2 separate regions of the Mus musculus genome follow, and region 2 is linked to region 1. A link is a contact called in public HiChIP or PLAC-seq data. All regions are on one chromosome and are shown on one strand. The core of a region is the stretch at or near the end of the contact, and the rest is flanking DNA. Distances in the headings are between cores, read along the strand shown.

Region 1 (3,222 bases), core at 262-2,761:
CTAAACTGGCAATAAATACACTGAAAACCTAACTAAAACTTCAGTCTCCAAATAGTCAATATATAGATAGCCATGGTACGGAATAGAAATGATGTAATGAGTCAACCCACTTTAAGTAGGGCGAGAATGGAAGCTGCAGTTTGCCTTTGTCCATGATGATTAAAATAAATAAATAAATAAATAAATAAATAAATAAAATGTCATCAAGCAAGGTGATGTCTAAGTAGCTTCTTTGCTTATCAGTTTGGGAAGTTGTGAGATGGAGCTAAGTAACCTTTCCTACCTCAGAACTTCTCAGAGCTGTCAAAATTCTGCTGTGCATTACCAGTGGGCAAAGGCAGATTATAGACCAAGTAACTCCTCGTGCAGAGTTTCTTCTTGTGTTAGGAGATAAACAGTTACCATCCTGGTGATATGTAAATCATCTCTGTGAAGACAACATGATGAGTGCAGATAGAACTCCTGACTAAAGCTGAGAGGGCAAGGAGGATCTTTTCCCGGGATGGTCACTTGAGGGGGTTGCAAGGATGGCTGGATGATTAAGAGCATTTGCTGTGCTATAGAAGATCGAAGTTCGATTCCCAGCACCCTTTTCAGATGGCCCACAAATGCCTATAACTAAAGGTTCATGAATCCAATGCCCTCTTCCAGTATCTAGGGGTAACTGCGTATTATATACACAAGCTCAAGTGCACTAGCTAGCTAGCTAGCTAGCTACCTCATACACACATGAAAAATTAAATCTTAAAAATATAATAAGATACCCAGGTGTGGTGATGCATGACTTTAATCCCAGCACTCAGGAGGCAGAGGCAGGTGAATCTCTGAGTTCAAGGCCAACCTGGTCTACAGAGTGAGTTCCAGGACAGCTAGAAAAACACAGAGAAACCTTGACTCAAAAAAATTATATATATATATATATATACATATATATATATATATATATATATATACATATATATATATATATATATATATATGTGTGTGTATGTATGTATATGTATGTATATATATGTGTGTGTATGTATATATATAGTATATTTTATATGTGTGTGCATAGATAGATAGATAGATAGATAGATAGATAGATAGATAATAAAAGCCACAGAAAGATGATGTTGCCCTCTAGTAATTCTATTGAACTATACTTATTTTTTCTCTAGTTTGAAGTACTTTTGCATTATAAGCTTAAATTCATCATTTCCATGAAAGCTTAATTTCTTTTTAAAATAAATTTTACTATAAATATTTAAGACACATAGCATGGTGCTGTGCACCTTATTGGTTTGTTTATTTACTAAATGGTTAGTCTTTGGGAACAGCTAGACACTTTCATCATACAGCTACAGACAGATCGTAAGCAGTCCCCAAATGTCTGTGTGCTGTAGACTTGGTCCCCGCAGTAGCATCATCAGGAAGTGGTGGATTCTTGCATGAGCTCCTGGGGTAACTGCAGACCTAACTTTAAGGAGAACAGGAGGAGCCTAACTCCTTCCTCTTTTTCTTTCACTTCTCAGCTGTGAGCCACACAATACCTTGGCTGTGTTCCACTCACTTGCCCACCATGATGTCACCACATGCCACAGCAACAGAGGAAACTGAGACACAGTAAACATTTTCTCTGTGTAAGACATTATGTTGGGAAATGCTTTCTAGTGATAGAAAGATGGCAAACAGAAAGGCTTTCTCATACATCCTACCTGAGATAATTGCAGCTTTAATCTCTATGGTTAGCAAAATTCCTGAACCAAGTCATCTGCTAATATCAACTGCAGTCCTCCCTTGAACATTAGATAGCCTGGCATCTAATGTTTATGCTGTTTGCCTGGCATCTTCACATTTCTTCCCTCCTTATCCTGATCCTGATAAGAATGCTTTTATTCCTATTTATACATATTTAACCTTGTCTTGTCAGTGCTAGAAGTTGAACCCAAGGCCTGGCACACAGCAACAAAATAAAATAAATATAAATAGAAAGATAGATAGATAGATAGATAGATAGATAGATAGATAGATAGATAGATAGATAGATCCCTCTACAGTGAACTATATCCCAGCAGCTTGGCTGGGGTTTTTTTTCTTTTTTCTTATTTTTAACTTGAAAATAAAATAAAAGGTATTTCTAAGCCAAACCTATGCTATCTGGCTATAACTGGAAAGCTTCAGTAGTCTCCTGCCAGTGCCTTTAGGTACATGAAAGAAAGGTTAATCAACTAAAGCAACTAGAGACCAAGCAAGTTCAGAGACAGAATATATCTGTGCTTTCTTATGTGATCCTTAAATAATGAACTACCACTTGCACAAATTACAAGTTATCTGGCAGGAGTCTCATCTTACTTTGGCCTTCTTCTCTAACTTATTTGTCTCTTTCTTGCCTCAAGAGAAAACCATTCCTCCTGCTTTGGTGTGCTCCCTGCCTGCTTCCCAGCACTTCCTGCCTGTTTTCCAGTGTGTGTACTGCCTAGTTCCCAGTGTGCCTCCTTCCCCTCTCTGGGTAAGGCATTTCTCACTTCTGTCAATCCATTGAGTTTTCCCAAATCCATTTCTATCTCAGACACACCCAGGGAGAAATGATTGAAGAGTTTACGAACAGATCTACTCCTGCAATGTCTGCTGGTGATGCAGCCATCAAAGACAATGACCTCGGTGCATGCACATCAATCCAGAAACAGCTCTGAGAACACTCGTGGTGATTAGAGGATCTTGGTGGCAAGCTAGTAAGATGTGATTGACAAGAGGAAGTTCGAGGTTACTGAAATAGTCCCTATTCAGTTCAATCTTTAAAAACCCACTTTGAGCCCTGATATCTTACTAGCAGTGGTGAAAATAGCAGCATCCTCCTCTCAGAAGCTTAAAATACTTTTCCAGCGAGACTGCCCACTTGCAGAAGCAGGAAGATAAAATTGCATCCGCGTGCACTTCTCTCTCCTCCTCTCTCCCTGCTTGTTTCTCTCGTAACATCAGCGAACATGGGAGCCTGTCTTCAGTCACTTAGGTATAATCTAGATGCTCACTTCTAGGTGACCCACCAGTTCTACTCCTAAAAGAGTATTCGAGAGAGATAGATGGTTTAACAAAAACAGGTACTGTGTACATCAAGACGTCACCAGAAAATGCACTGGGGGCAAACACAGGAGCATACTTAATTCTAGGGGAAAAAGTGCTAAATAATTCATCCTGCACTATAAAATTGTGCATAGTTTTAGAATATAGATCTAGAAA
Region 2 (2,838 bases), core at 128-2,627, 560 kb before region 1:
AGCTTTCAGCTTTTGCCTTTGGGATTTTGATTTAAACTTAGGGCTAGTCCAGTGGGGCCTCATTAAATGCAGTAGGATTATTTCTCTCTCAATCTCTCTCTCTCTCTCTCTCTCTCTCTCTCTCTCTCTCTCTCTCTCTCTCTCTCTCCCTCTCTCTCCCTCTCCTCCCTCTCTTTCTCCTTCCTCTGGCAATCCCTCTCTTTCCCCTTCTCTATTCTTCCTCTCTCTTTCCTGCAGCCTCTAGCTTCTCATGTGTACATGTGCATCGTGTTGAAACTTTAAACTAACCATGGAGTAGTAGTGACAGCCCACTGTCTGATGTGGAGACTTCCAGGGTGAGTGCTTACTGTATGCTTTCACGGAAGGAGTTTAGAACACAAGTAGAGAGTGCCTTGATTTCACAGAGCTCACACTGCTCTCTTCCCTGGCAACTCTGTTTGGAATCTGATTGCTTCGCCCTCACATTTACACCTGTCCTTTGGTTTTTGGGTCCTTGGTGCTTCTAGTCCAGAATGCAACAAGAAGGTTCAAATTACAGGCATCCTTACTTCCTGCTCAGTTTTCAAAGAAGGAAGGGAATGTCCTGTCTGACAAGTGAAGCATGGAAACTCTTTTTGTGGCTGAGGGCTAGTGCATCATCTATAATAAGTTGTTTGAGTCTGGTAAAACATTCATGGGTTCAAAGCCTTTATCCACTGGCCAACATAGAATCTGAAACCATTAGTATGAAGGTCACTCATCTGAGTGAAGAATTCTGACCAAATCCCTAACAAAATGCAGAGGTATTGCTCAACAAAGAGGTACTATGTGTGAATCTACACAAACCATTAGTATATGTTAATATGTGAACATATACTATGTGTGAATCTACACAAGCCATTAGTATATGTCAATATGTGAACATATACTATGTGTGAATCTACACAAGCCATTAGTATATGTCAATATGTGAACATATACTGTGTGAATCTACACAAGCCATTAGTATATGTCAATATGTGAACATATACTATGTGTGAATCTACACAAGCCATTAGTATATGTCAATATGTGAACATATACTATGTGTGAATCTACACAAGCCATTAGTATATGTCAATATGTGAACATATACTGTGTGAATCTACACAAGCCATTAGTATATGTCAATATGTGAACATATACTATGTGTGAATCTACACAAGCCATTAGTATATGTCAATATGTGAACATATACTATGTGTGAATCTACACAAGCCATTAGTATATGTCGATTTGTGAATTTGAAAAGCTTTATGCAATCAGCTCTCAAAAAGTCCCGAGGACCTGGGACACAGCAAGACAAAGAGGAAGTGGAAGAGTTAAAACTGTGTTTCTGCCCACTGAATGCCCTCTTGAGACTGTTCTGATAGGGAAGCGTAGGGAGCCAAGGGCCTGGGAGCAGAGCTCTTGAATAAGAGGTCAGTCACCGGAGAGAAACCAGAAGCAGGCAAATGTGGATTCCTATACTAAGGTTTTACCCTGAAGCAACCTTTGGTTCTTTTCTTAAGAAGTTAGCCTTTGTAAGGCTTCTGAGAAATGGGCAAAGTATTTTCTCTAGAGCAGACTGACAGTCTCAAAATCCTGAAGGCGCTGTATTGTAACCTTTCCACCAGTCACCTAGACAACAGTTGCTCGATGCCAATTCAGATAAACAGTTCCCTGCACATTCAAGAGATCTTGGAAAAAATTAATGTCTCTATCAGAGGCTATCTTAAAAGATGGGATAATCACTCTGTAGATTCCATGCCATTGCAAACTAAGTTACAAATAATGTCTTTGCTGAATCTAATGTGAGATCAAGTCAAAACAGCAAGACAACCAGTGAGTGATTCACCACCTTCCACTAATCCAACCATGGTGTCTACTGAGCACTCAGGTTGTGTAAAAGACACATGGAAAGGCAAGCCATTTCACATTTGTTGAACACTTGTCATGTCATTATCTAGACAAGCTGGTATATATGTGTGTATGTGTGTGTGTGTGTGTGTGTGTGTGTGTGTGTGTATGTTTGTGTGCATGCATATGTATATGTATATATATGCACACATGCACACACATATGCATATATATACATATATATACATACATATACCTATTTGATGCTTCTAAGTGTCCAGCAAAGAAGCATAAAAATGCATTTAAAGGTGAAGACTATTGTGCAGTTGAATGACTTAGCTGTGGGTCAATAAAAGACTACAAAAGCCATGTTCTGGATTTAGTTCTTCTTGCCATGATCTCATAGATGAAATACCATGGCTGAGTAAGATAGGATCTGGACTGCAGAGGAAGGAGAAGCTTGGCCTCTGACCTCGTCGAGGAGAGGAAAGGGGATTTGGGGGTCATCACAAAGAGGTAAAGGGGTTTAGAAAACCAATAAGCTGAGTCATTTTGACCAAGTAAAACATGTTCTAAGCATTTTATGGCAAGGACAGCCATAGAACAATGTCATGAATGTCTCCATAGCACTTGATCTGCCCTGCACTCATTCAGGACTGTGTATGTACACTATAGAGTTGGGATCAATAGTAGCTTTCGGCATTTCCCAAATGCATTTTACACTGGAAGGTAAGATTCATCATGAAGTCACTGCAATGGTCAGAGGCAAGGAGAAAGGGTAGGCCACTAGTCAATGCACTTCTTGGTTTACTTTTTACTTGGTTTTAGAGATAAATTCTCACCATGGAGCCCAAGGGACTCCATACCCCTTGAAGTCTCCTACCTGTGCCTCCAGATTCCTGGGATTTTAGGTATGATGCTACACTGGGCATCCCTTGGTACACTTTAGGTAGTTTATTTATCATTGATGGCTCTCATGCA

Evidence for each region. HiChIP or PLAC-seq counts read pairs in DNA pulled down with a chosen protein or histone mark.
Region 2: an H3K27ac HiChIP or PLAC-seq map of microglia shows a contact between it and region 1, with 5 times the contacts expected there. The contact joins two enhancer-like sites. A contact is called at or near these places in 1 of 115 datasets of contacts at active chromatin or transcription factors (microglia) and 1 of 9 other capture datasets (embryonic stem cells).

The regions. Positions count from the first base shown.
Region 1 is chr17:81,102,715-81,105,936 of GRCm38.p6, reverse strand. No RefSeq gene overlaps it. Among named protein-coding and RNA genes, the nearest start is that of Thumpd2, 39 kb to the right of the region's middle. Within about 2 kb of position 1,511, at least 37 of the 459 cell types and tissues checked have an H3K27ac peak or open chromatin away from gene starts, as enhancers often do. A contact at or near this core is called in microglia, where this site is marked.
Region 2 is chr17:81,663,655-81,666,492 of GRCm38.p6, reverse strand. All of the region lies in intron 1 of Slc8a1 (solute carrier family 8 (sodium/calcium exchanger), member 1), which reads left to right. Among named protein-coding and RNA genes, the nearest start is that of Slc8a1, 73 kb to the left of the region's middle. Within about 2 kb of position 1,377, at least 13 of the 459 cell types and tissues checked have an H3K27ac peak or open chromatin away from gene starts, as enhancers often do. A contact at or near this core is called in microglia, where this site is marked.